Regions from separate parts of the Sus scrofa genome. Here regions 2 and 3 are each linked to region 1. The links are chromatin contacts, called in public HiChIP or PLAC-seq and promoter capture Hi-C maps. All regions are on one chromosome and are shown on one strand. Each heading gives the region's core, a stretch centred on a gene start, on an enhancer-like site or on the middle of the called end of the contact. The rest is flanking DNA. Distances are from core to core; before and after follow the strand shown.

Evidence for each region. Promoter capture Hi-C pulls out the DNA fragments that hold promoters and counts their contacts. HiChIP or PLAC-seq counts read pairs in DNA pulled down with a chosen protein or histone mark.
Region 2: a contact with region 1 is called in an H3K27ac HiChIP or PLAC-seq map of alveolar macrophages. The contact joins two enhancer-like sites. A contact is called at or near these places in 5 of 47 Hi-C or Micro-C datasets (embryonic fibroblasts, fetal skeletal muscle, mesenteric adipose tissue and 2 more) and 1 of 2 datasets of contacts at active chromatin or transcription factors (alveolar macrophages).
Region 3: a promoter capture Hi-C map of liver shows a contact between it and region 1, with 7 times the contacts expected there. The contact joins the promoter of ZBTB37 here to the enhancer-like site in region 1. A contact is called at or near these places in 3 of 5 promoter capture datasets (fetal liver, fetal skeletal muscle and liver), 4 of 47 Hi-C or Micro-C datasets (embryonic fibroblasts, fetal heart ventricle, liver and 1 more) and 2 of 2 datasets of contacts at active chromatin or transcription factors (alveolar macrophages and skeletal muscle).

The regions. Positions count from the first base shown.
Region 1 is chr9:115,136,479-115,140,619 of Sscrofa11.1, reverse strand. No RefSeq gene overlaps it. Among named protein-coding and RNA genes, the nearest start is that of FASLG, 70 kb to the right of the region's middle. Within about 2 kb of position 1,934, at least 19 of the 83 cell types and tissues checked have an H3K27ac peak or open chromatin away from gene starts, as enhancers often do. A contact at or near this core is called in alveolar macrophages, liver, retroperitoneal adipose tissue and 1 more, where this site is marked.
Region 2 is chr9:116,453,074-116,457,214 of Sscrofa11.1, reverse strand. The region is part of intron 1 of RABGAP1L (rab GTPase-activating protein 1-like); the gene reads right to left. Among named protein-coding and RNA genes, the nearest start is that of RABGAP1L, 53 kb to the right of the region's middle. Within about 2 kb of position 1,699, at least 1 of the 83 cell types and tissues checked has an H3K27ac peak or open chromatin away from gene starts, as enhancers often do. A contact at or near this core is called in alveolar macrophages, where this site is marked.
Region 3 is chr9:116,147,407-116,151,547 of Sscrofa11.1, reverse strand. It overlaps ZBTB37 (zinc finger and BTB domain-containing protein 37), which reads right to left and starts at 2,314. Exons shown (of 5, transcript XM_013989614.2): 1 at 2,211-2,314; 2 at 1,367-1,567; 3 at 1-109. The coding sequence starts at 72. It overlaps LOC110255511 (a long non-coding RNA gene), which reads left to right and starts at 2,415. Exons shown (of 11, transcript XR_002335927.1): 1 at 2,415-2,550; 2 at 3,235-3,287; 3 at 3,475-3,749; 4 at 4,059-4,090.

The DNA of each region.
Region 1 (4,141 bases), core at 685-3,184:
TAAACCAGATGGGAACTGTTTCCTCTGCCAACATACAGAGGTGGCCCCTCACTTCACACCCACACCTGAACTTCCTGTAACCAACTCAGTGAGGCATCTTCATGTTCCCTCCTTCCTGGATTGCTTTCACCAGGTGTCTTCTCCTTGGCACACAAAATCTCCTCTCATCCTGCTAAATGGTCTCTGCTAGTTTTTATGTGGAGAAGGTATTTTTGAACTCTTTACTAGAGCTGGACTTGCCAACTCTAATGAGTTGCTTTCAGAATGATAACAACTTTGCTGAACAAATCACCCTCTCTTGCCTTTCCTCTGCTCTGCGGGCTGAGTAAGACACTAAATCTTTGTGACTTCTCATCATAATACTCTGCTGCCACCTGGTGGAAATCCATAAGTGAACAGGACACTGGAGTTTCCACTGACTTTCGACCTCCATACATTTTCACTGGGACACATGTGGGAAGCAGACCTCACTGGGGTCAGTCCAAAACATCCACTGGCATCCAAACTTCCTGAGGAGACTCATTCCCTAGGATTTCCAGGACAAGCCTTCAGCCCCTCCCTCCCTCTTCTAAGCCCTAGTAATATAAGCAGGAAACCACTGGACAGAATCCAGTTCTCTGCAAAAAAGTTCACAATGAGATAGGAAAAGAAAGGGGAGTTAAAAAGGATCTGAAGGTCTGTAATTGGTCTTTGAAAATAAATGCTATGGCAACATTCATATTAAAAACACACACACAAGGGGTTCCTATTGTGGCTCATGGGTAGAGTCCATGAGGACACAGATTTGATCCCTGGCCTCATTGAGTGGATTAAAGATCCAGTATTGCCACAAGCTGGGGCATAGATTGCTGTTGCTATGGCTGTGGCTGTAGAACAGGCCTCAGCTTCAGCTCTGACAATCCCTAGCCTGGAAACTTCCACATGCCGCAGGTATGGCTATTAAAAAAAAAAAAAAAAAGTACAAGAAAAAAATACCCATTTATTTACCTTCTGCGTACATTGGGCCATTTTATTTATTCTTCAAAACAGCTCTAGGAGATAGTATTAATATCACCACTTCACAGGTGAGGAGACAGAGTCTAAGGAATGTGCCCCAAGTCACCTTTCTTATCAGGGGAAGAACTGAGATGGAACTTCTGAGAGTCTGGCTTTAGAATCTATTCTTTTCTGCTGTGCCACCTGGAGCTCTGATCTCCAGAAAAGAGAGAAAGGGAAGGAAAGAAACTTCCTCCCTCCTTCCTTAGCCTGCACTCCATGCCTCTCCATCATCAATTTCTCAGGTACTCTTGTGCCCTTGAATCAAATTCCCAGCTTCCATGGACTCAAGAAACATGGAATACTGATCACCCTTTGCCTTTGATCCTGACAACTGTAATAGGACATCAGCAAGAGAAAAACAAAATCCCAGTTCTCCCCTAGTTCTCATTAATAGGAAATACTAAGGGCTTAAAACCCATAGGTAGATATGCAAGTAGACTATACTATTTTAAGTGTAACCTAAAAGCTTACAGAAGCACGAGATTTTAAAGGAAAATTACTTCTGAAGACCAGAGTAACTTGTGAATGACAGTTTCTGAGTACAAATAAACCATCAGGTCCTTGTTAAAGCTGGCACTGATGTATTTGAGACATAAGAAGGATGCCAGGATGGAGTGGGTGGGGACAGGGGTTGGTACAGAACTGGCAGGAAGGTCTGGGGAGAGTGGATCTGAGCGACACTGCTAGGAAAGCTTTCTACACACGAAAGGGGAAATTAGGAAAGGAGGAACTCCCTCCATGGACATTGGGGTCTGGATCTCAGCCATGACAAAGACCAGGAAAGGAACCCGCAGATGACTCTCTGGAACAGAGGTCACAGAATGATTGCTCCAGCCCACAGCTATGTTTTGCTTGGCTCACTTGGTGCTTTCTAAACCATGAGTCAGTGCCAGCATTTAAAAAGCAGGAAATGTCACATAAATTAGTATTTCCGACTTCTCTTGAAAAATTAGAAGACTTGTAATACCTTGCCCACATCCCCACATGGAAACAAGCTGAGGTCACCTAGGCTCTTCAGAGAGGCTGAGTCTGGCCTGGTGCCCACCCAGGCAAGGCACCCACTTAGCCTCCTCCCTGGGAGTATTTGTGTCCTCAGCTTCTGATCCAGCAGTGGCTTCCCAGGACACTGAGACAAGCTGTTCTGCCACAAAGGACAGAGTATTTTATCCAAAAACTGCCTGCTCACCCAGCATGCAGCCCGTAGACAGGGAAGTGATCACAGGTATCAGAGGCAGCGCCCTGCACCCATGTTAAGCACTCCCATGACGAGATGCCAACTTTGCTTCCCCCAAAAATTGCCGTTATTTCCTTCACATATCTTAATTTGTTGCCACACCTCAATATTTACTATTCTCTAAATATTCTTCCCAGATTTGTACCCTCTGTTTGGAATGCTTTCCCCCCTCTACTTGCTTCTTCCCACTCCCTATGTCCAACCTATGCCCATCCTTCAAGGTCCATATCAAATTTGTTCTGTGAAGCCTTCTTCCATTTTTGTAGTCAGAATTAATCCCTGCCTCCTGTTTTACTATAATATTGGTTTAAACATCTACTGTAGGATTACCACAATTTGATTTGGTTAATCTTTCTTTCTGTTAACTCCTGAATTCTTGAAAGCCAGAAATTGCCTCTTATTTATCTTTGTGCCCACCCCTTCTCCACACCCACTCCTCTCAGTTCCTAACAAAGTACCTCATGCAGAGTAGATAGTCAGTAATTGGTGAATAGTTTTTAAAGATCATGGAGGCACTGGTTTCTACTGCCATCTAGTGACCATAATGTAGAATTATGCCTAAAGCCATTGCCATCTTGTAGGAACTGAAATTCCAAAGCCACGCTAGCAAAGGAAACCATTTAAAAAAAAGACAAAAAAAGAAAAGACACTCCACAGAATGGGAGAAAATCTTTGCAAACAAAGCAACCAACAAGATATTAATCTCCAAAACATACAAACAGCTTATACATCTTTATACCAGAAAAAAAAAAATTAAAAAGTGGTCAGAAGATCTAAACAGACCTTTCTCCAAAGAAGATAGATGGCTAAAAAGCACACAAAAAAATGCTTAACATCATTAATTTTTATAGAAATGCACATCAAAACTGCAAAGTGCTATCACTTCACACCACTCAGGATGTCCATCATAAAAATTTACGAATAATAAATACTGCAGTGGGTGTGGAGAAAAGACAACACTCCTACACTGTTGGTAGGACAGTAAGCTGGTGAAACCACTATGGAGAACTGTATGGAATTTCCTTAGAAACTCAAAATAGAGTTACCATATGAACCAGCAATCGCACTCCTGGGCATATATCCAGAGAAAATAATAATTTGAAAAGATACATGCACCCCTATGTTCATTGCAGTACTATTTAGCCAAGACATGGAAGCACCTTACATGTCCATCAACAGAGGACTGGATCAAGAAGATGTGGTACATATATACAGTGGAATACCACTCGGCCACAAAAAAGAATCAAATAATGCCATTTGCAATAACTGGATGGACCTAGAGATGATACTAAGTGAAGTAAGTCAAAGACAAACATCATGTGAGATCACAAATATGTGGAAAATTGGGATTGACATATATACACTCCTATATATAATATAAATTAGTAAGATGGACCTACTGTATAGCACAGGGTAATCTACTCAATACTGTGTTATAATCTATATGAGAAAAGAATCTGAAAAGAAACGAACATATGTACATGTATAATTGATTTACTTTGCTGTACACCTGAAACTGACAACTTCATTAAGTCAGCTATATTCCAATAAAATTTTATTTACAAAATAAAAATAAAAAGTACCTTCCCAATACCCAATTAATTACTCTAAAAAACTCCAAATCCATTCATTCATTTTCTCTTTTTTTTTTTTTTTTGCTATTTCTTGGGCCGCTCCCGCGGGATATGGAGGTTCCCAGGATAGGGGTCGAATCGGAGCTGTAGCCACCAGCCTACGCCAGAGCCACAGCAACGCAGGATCCGAGCCGCGTCTGCAACCTACACCACAGCTCACGGCAACGCCGGATCCTTAACCCACTGAGCAAGGGCAGGGACCAAACCCGCAACCTCAAGGTTCCTAGTCGGATTC
Region 2 (4,141 bases), core at 450-2,949, 1.3 Mb before region 1:
GAAACAGAATACAGATGAAAAGTCTGAGGCACAGAGAAATTAAATAATTCCTCTAATAAAGTACAGAGCAGAAGTAGAATTTATAAATCCTCAGTTAAGAAATCTTATTTACTAGCATATTACTTTTCTAAGGGCTGGCAGCATTACACTATTACAAACATTTTCAGCCAATTATATCTTCTGCCCTCACATAATACACTCAATGAAAGTAAACCAAAATACAACACCAAGCAGAATTAAGAAAGAAAAGGAGTGAATTAACGTTTACTGTGTATTTCCTACATAAGTGGAACTACGTTAACAGAAGAAATGGTCATTACCAATTTGTTGCGTCTAGTATAGAGAGACCCAAAGAAGTAACCAAAACTTCAACTTGGCAACCAGACATGGTTCCTGATGCCAAAGGAAAGAAAAGGGATTTCCCTGCTGCCCTCTTCAACTATTTGAGCTGCACAAGAATCAGCAGTTAGGAAGCCTCAATCATTGTCCAAGAAGATACAACACCAACACAACTAAGGAACTGAAGTAAAATGATTTTTAAAGAATGTTTTTTTTTCCTATTAAAGCCTACAATCAAAGATCTGATTTCTGTCTCTGAAGCACAGAATCTTCTGGGTGTACTAGAACACTGAGTATTTCTGAGATATGCCTGGCTTAACACCTTCTTACTCATGAGAAGAAATTTAAATATACAGTACCCAAAAGCTTCTTGGCATATGATGTGCATGTATGTTTGTCTGTGTGTATGCATTTGTATCTGCCTAGTTCTTCAGAACTAATGATCCATATCAAAGAGTTAGAATTCATCGACATCCCTCAAATAAACTAGGTTTCAAAAAAATGCATTTTCCTTGGTTTGGTAGAATTTCTAACAAAGGGATTACATACATTTCTATACATTTCGTACTACTTTCTAATTTTTTCGGTAAAATGATTCAGTAGGATGCTTATGAGAAAAGTTAAGAAATGTGAAAAAAAGTTTTGCAATGCTTAAAAAATGGTACCTTCTGGAGTTCCTGTTGTGGCTCAGCAGTAATGAACCTGTCTAGTATCCCTGAAGACACAGGTCAATCCCTGGCCTAGCTCATTGGGTTAAGGATCCTGCATTGCTGTGAGCTGTGGTGTAGGTCATAGATGTGGCCAGATCCCATGTTGCTGTGGCTGTGGCATAGGCCAACAGCTACAGCTCTGATCCAACCCCTGGCCTGGGAACTTCCATATGCCACAGGTGAGGCCCTAAAAAGACAAAAAAAAAATTTTTTTTTTTTTTTTTTTTTTGTCTTTTTGCTATTTCTTGGGCCGCTCCTGCGGCATATGGAGGTTCCCAGGCTAGGGGTCAAATCGGAGCCATAGCCACCAGCCTACGCCAGAGCCATAGCAACGCAGGATCCGAGCCGTGTCTGCAACCTACACCACAGCTCACGGCAATGCCGGATCGTTAACCCACTGAGCAAGGGCAGGGACCGAACCCGCAACCTCATGGTTCCTAGTCGGATTCGTTAACCACTGCGCCACGACGGGAACTCCCCAATTTTTTTTTAATTTTAAAAAAAGGAAGCTTCCAAATTCTACTACACAAAAACAAAGAAATACAAAAAACCACCAAGAATAATTTGAAGAAGCTAGTATATAGGAAATTTCATGACATGTACCTAAAATTTCATAACTACATAGTTTCTATGAAATCATATAAGGTCATATGACAAAGCAAAGGGGAAAAGGATCTTGCTGAGATGAAAACTATATAAACTACAAACTGAGTCACTGTGCAATGGGAAAATAGTCCAAAGTAAAAACCATTCTAGAACTGCTTTATACTTTGCAAGGTTTCACTCTCACAAGACAAATAAAACCCAAGAGTATTTTACATAGTTAGAAGAAAAAATTATTCAATGGCCTCATAACCATTTCTATTGAATACCCCACCTAAAGAATGTTTTTAAATGCTTTCTGATGTTTTAAACAGGAAAAGCGTAATAAAATACAAAGCATCAGAAATCCAGTATGTGACAGCTTCTCATGTTTCTAAATCTGCATGTTGATGCCCATCTTCGATTTGTCATGCCTTTGAATCCTAAGTTACAAGCCACAACAGACTTGTTGCCATACTGAGAGCAGAGATTGGAATATTAGAGCCTTGGGGTCTCCAAGAGCATTCACACAGACTCCAATTAGTTTTTTAAAAAACTGTTGCTGCTGAAGATGAACACATTACTTAACAGGCAGTTATAAGGTAGGCTCCAACTGGATGGCCTAGACAGATTTCAAACTCAACATATTCAAAAATCAATACTTTAAATCTTTCCCCCCATCAGCCTAATAGCCAACCCACACCACCCTCCTGCAGACTTTTTTCTTTCTTTCTTTTTTTTTGGTCTTTTGTCTTTTTAGGGCCACACCTGTGGCATATGGCGGTTACCAGCCTAGGGTAACCTGAATCAGAGCTGTAGCCGCCAGCCACAGCCACAGCCACAGCCACAGCCACAGCCACAGCAATGTGGGATCAGAGCCACATCTGTGACCTACACCGCAGCTCACAGCAATGCAGGATCCTTAACCCACTGAGTGAAGCCAGGGATCGAACACGCATCCTCATGGATACCAGTAGGGTTTGTTAACCACTGAGCCATGACGGGAACTCCCAGACTTTCTCATCCTGATTGAGGGCAACTCCATCCTTCTAGTTACTCCAGTAAAAAGTACTGCTCAGGCTACTACTTTCTTTCTCACCTTCCTCAATCAATCAACCTCTGTCTCTCCCTCCCTCTCTCTTTACCCCCACCCACACCCTGACTTTACAGCTATAATGTAAGAAAATTCCTTTGGCTCTACCTTCAAATCACATCCAGAAATTATCCGCTTTTTATCACTACCACTGCCACTACCCAGTTCTAGCCACCATCATCTCTCATCAAGATTATTCTACAAGCTGCCTAAATAATCTCTCTGCGTCTTTACTTGTTCCCTGTAGTCTATTTTCAAAAACACAAAGAATGGTCTTTTTAATGTAGTTATTACCGGCCCTCTGATCAGAACCCTCCAATGGCTCCCCCATTTCACTCATAATAAAAGCCAAAAGGGGAGTCATGGCGCAGTGGTTAGAAAATCCGACTAGGAACCATGAAGTTGTAGGTTCGATCCCTGGCCTTGCTCAGTGGGTTAAGGATCCAACGTTGCCTGAGCTATAGTGTATGTCACAGATGCGCCTCAGATCCCATGTTGCTGTGGCTCTGGCGTAGGCCAGTAGCTACAGCTCTGATTAGACCCCTAGCCTGGGAACCTCCATATGCCTGCCGCGAGAATGGCCCAAGAAATGGCAAAAAGACAAAAAAAAAAAAAAAAAAAAAAAAAAAAGGCCAAATGACCTTCGAAGTCATTACACGCCTGTACTAAAAACTCACCCTTCCTCACTACTTCCCCCTCCCCATCTTACATTTATTACTTATCCCCTACAATTCTCTGCCTGGTTGACTCGACTCCATCCATCTAAAACAATCTCCTTACTTTCTCTCAAACAACCACGGCACACTTGCTGTGCTGTGAACACTCTTCTCCCAGATGTCTGCTTGGTTAACCCTTTAGTCCCCTGTTCATATCTTGCCTCAAATCTCATCTTCTTCTGAGACTTACCCTGATTACCTTATCTGTCTGCTTTTCCACCACCAACTTCCAATCCCCCTTTATCCTACTCTACTTACTCTTTTTTCCAGAACACTTATTTTCTAACACAATCTAATTTACTTTTGTATTACACTTAATGTTTATTGCCTGTCTCCCTCACTAGAATACAGCATCTTCAAAGGCAAGAATCTTTGTCTTATTCACTGATGTAAACCAAGCACCTAGAACTACGTCTGGCACATAGAAGACAGGTAAATATTTGCTGAACAAATGAAAGAGTGCCCAAGATGAGTAAGGTCAGTTCCTAAAACTAGTATCCTTCACCTTGATCAGGACTTTGTCTCTAAAGGGACAGGATAAGAGTACTGATGGTCTCTTTCACTGGATAAGTAGCCAGCACGCACTCTTGACATTATATAGAATTTCCATGGGTTTATGATATAATGACGTAACTAGAAAACAGAGTAAATTAAAATGTTAGACACTTCCTCACTGAATTTCCCATTTATGCAAAAAAAAA
Region 3 (4,141 bases), core at 1,065-3,564, 1.0 Mb before region 1:
TTGGTTTAGATGGCTTAGGACTGAGTTGCTGAAATCAGGTATCTCCAGTTGTATGTTCCCACCTTTCTCCATGGTCGTGTCTGAGGGTATAGGCAGGCATTCAACCCTGCTAAAAGAAGAAACCATATCCTCGTTAATAATTATAATTTCACTCTACTCAGGCTTTCTAATCCAAACCTATTAAAATATTATTTGGTTAAATTTCAAAATCTCTAAGTAAAAAGAGATACTTTCCTTATGTTCAAATATGGAAAAGTACCAACAGGTTTAACAGTGTAGGTTTCGCAACAAGATACCGTTTAAACCAAAAATTGATTGTTAGGCTTCTAAAAATTCAAACTATGTCCATACTTTCCTTCTTAACAAGCTATGTAACATCAAAACTGAAGTTCAACAGGGGAGGGGAGCAGTTGTGAGTTCTTATTTTTTAAGTGTTAATCATAAGGTATTTGCACACAATATAAAATCCAGTGACAATTTTTCTTTGTAGAAAGAAAGACAGCTTTTTAAATAATGTTAATTATTCACAGATGGGCTGATGAGACATCCCTTTTCTTAATACTTTACTAGATGCTACATGGGTTATGTTTATTATTTTAAAAAGTGATGAATATCCCACATGAATGTAAGCCATTATTTCTAAACTGAAAAGTCAGAGCCCCAACAAAAAGGATTTGGGTTTAGGACTGGGAGGCAAACTCTAGGTTGGGAAAAATGCCAAGCTGTGTCAGGACTCAAAATGCAGAGAACTTGGAAGTTCCTGCTGTGGTGCAGCATGTTAAGATCCAGGGTTGTCTTTGTGGTAGCATGGGTTTGTTCCCCATCTTGAGAACTTCCATATGCCAGCGGGTGCAGCCAAAAAAAAAAAGAAAAAGAAAAAGAAAAGAAAAGAAGATGCAGAGAACTTGAAGAAGGTCACATTTAGGATTAGGAAAGGGTAGGTAAACCTGCCTCTATCTAAATTCAAAGTTGGAGATTTCAGGGTGGTAACGACACTCTGATTCTGAAATTTAGTTCCCCAAAGCTGTTAATAAAATACAAGTAACAAAGCATTCATCATGTATGGCCAGTATTTTTACATTAAAAGATTTTTTAAAATAGCTGAACCATTAAGCCTGTAACCGCATCCAATAGTCTTCACTGGTTGAGAGTAGTTTGTATAAATCCCATAAAGAAGACATTGACTTGAGCTCAACGTGTTTCCATTTATCCGTAAATTTAGAAGACATTACATGGTTACCTAAGACCTGAAACTTCAGGAATTTATGCTGACTAGCTCACGGTATTGCCCCGCATTTACAACAGACTTATCAGTAAATAGGAAGTGTATACACAGCTTCTGAGAACCAACTTTAGCCAATCTGACCTTTTTCCAAAGCGTTTTGGTTTGTTTTGAAACTTTTAATCCAATAAGAGCCTCTGTCGATGCCATCATGAATTCAGATGTTTATTTTGGAGCCTACACCAGCGCCTTTTTTGTTTGCTCTTTCCGGCAATTCCCCAGTGAGGAGGAAGCCCCTGGAGTAAGTAAGGTCTTTCTCTATCGTCGGCACTGGAGGGGTGACAGCTGTAAAGAGGGAGAATAGGGAACCGCATGGGGTTGGCCACTCTGGTACTTGAGTGGCTTTCGTCGCCTTTAGGAGACGGGGAAGGGGAAACGAGCAGAAGATAGAAATGCCACCAAGGACCAGAAGCGAAAAGGGGAGCAAGGCGTGCGTGGGGCAGGGGAGCGAGCAATCAGGTGAGGGTAAAGGACCGGGAAGGGGGCGGCGCCCAGGGACCCGATCCAGGCGGTAGGCGTAGGCGGGCGGGGAGCTGCCCAGAGGTGGGTGTGTGTATCTGGGTGTGTCCGGGCTGCCGTGGGGGAGGGGGCCGCCCATCCCGGGGTCCTGAGGGAGGGGCTCGCCGAGGGGGCGGGTCCGGCAGCTCAGCCCGGCCCGGGGCCAAGAGGGTGGAAGGTCTCCCGGTGCCTTGAGGCGGGGTAGGAGGGAAGTGGCTGAACGCCCCAGGAGTACGCTGTGGCGGAGACCAGGCGAACCGGCCCCAATGCAGGGCAGCAGGACCCGCTTGCGAGGCCCGAGCCCAGTTAAGGAGCAGCACCTACCTCCGGGGGTGGAAATGGGCCGGAATGGGCCGGAACACCGTCCCGGAAGTGAAACCCCCCACCCCCTCCCCCAGAGCGGGCTACGTGCCGGAAGGAAATCACTCACCCTTACACCGCCCCTCTCCCCCCTCCCCCAGCGCTTTCCGTCCCTCGCGCCCCCTCCCCTCTCTTCTTTTCCTCCTCAGTCGGTAGGAGGGCGGGCGCTCTGTGTCACGTGGCCGGCCTGTCCACGCCCACAACGGCGAGCAGGAGCTGGTCAAGAGGTGGGGCCAGGGGGGAGCTTAGCGGACGGAAAGGAGCTACGGTTGGAGGAGGAGACTGAGGGAGGGGGAAGACTGGAGAGGGATGCTGGCGGAGAGAATGCGTCGTGACGTCACGGAAAAGAGTCCTTATATACTGGCGCCTGGGCGCCATCTCAGTCTTTCGAGGCTGCGGGTTGGCTCTTGGTGAGTGTGTTTTCTTTGTTTAAGTAAATTCTTGGTCTGAGGCCTCCAGTTTTTGGCAGTTAAAATCGCCAGTCCCTTTTAGGCCAGTCGCAGGCCTTCGCAGGGCTCAGAAGATAAGAATGGTGGAGCAGTGCGCCTTGGGTGGCCGGCGTGGCCTGATTTGTATTCGATTTGTTGGGTCGCACTGCGGAAAAACCTCGGCTCGGGGCCCTGCCTCTGATGAAGCCTGTGTTGGTAGGGACATCTGAGACTTGATGAATGCCAACGGCTCTGATGGCGGTGCTTGCCGAGTTGCCGAGCGGGTTTCTGTTAATGCCTTCTGCTCTTGCCTCTTCCCGTCTCTCAGTAAGGCCACGTGAGCCTCTAAATGGCTGCATTCCCCATTGCAGCATTTTAGTGCCCTCAGAATGCTCCTGTGAAATTTTGAGTGGTGTAGTAAAAGACCTGCAAACATGATGGGGAGACGACAATGATTAGATGTGGGGAAAAAACGAATTTTGGGAGTTCTTTGATGGCCTAGCAGGTTGAGGCTCCTGCATTCTCTGCGCTGTGGTTCTGGCTGCTGCTGTGCCGCGTAGGTTCGATCCCCGGACCAGGAATGCCCAGACACTATACTGCATGTGTGGCAAAAAAGAAAATACAAAAGAAAAAAATCTAATTTTGAAAATCCCTAATCTTTTCTAGGAATGGTGCTAGGGATGAATGCAATGTGGCTTTTGATGGCTTCTGATGGGCAGGTAAGAAACAGCTAAATGGAGAAGAATGGGATCTGCTTAGGTGATTTTTTTGTTAAGCCTATGATGGTTAAAGAGTAGTGGGCAGAAGGAATTTCTGAAAAATTCAATTCTGAGGCTTAAATTCTTAAGATATTAATGGTTAGCTTAGCAACGCAGTATGTTTCATTAGATTTCCTTTGTTTTCTAGCTAAGCGCCCAGGATATGAGAATCGCTGCTGGGGTGAGTTATAGAAATTCCCTCCACCAGGGGTGTTAGGTTGACAATTCCTTTGTGCCATAATGATGACATTTTATTTGCTACTCTTGACAGTGAGGATGACGAGAATCCTTACCACCATTATTCTAACTGAGGCACACAAAACAGTGGTTTAGAGGACATAGAAATTGCTCCTAAGCTTACATGAAACTGTTTCTTCCCAGGTTGTAAAGCGCAAGCTTAACACTGTATTTGTGGGCAAAAAGGTGAGAAACCTTTTTAAAGTCTATATACCCAGTGCTGTCCAATTCTTTGTATTTTTAGGGGTTGACAAATCACCAAATCAATGTTGATGGTTAAATTAGCGTTTTGCTCCCCTTTTCAAACCTGAAATTCTGCACCTTAGTTTTATACTTAACTTGCGGGGATCTGAAGAAACAGATACTGTGATGGTTGCATAGTTCAACAGATTGAATCATGAAAGAGTTAACATATGACTGAGTATCTGGGTTGGGAAAACTTTGGCTAATAGCATAAGCAAAGTACCACTTCTAATCTGACTTCTATTTTTGTAGGTGCTAGGCAGAGTTAGCTGAAAGGTGAAGAGGTAAGTAAAATTGTAATTGAACTAAACATTGGTGACTGGGCAAAGATGACA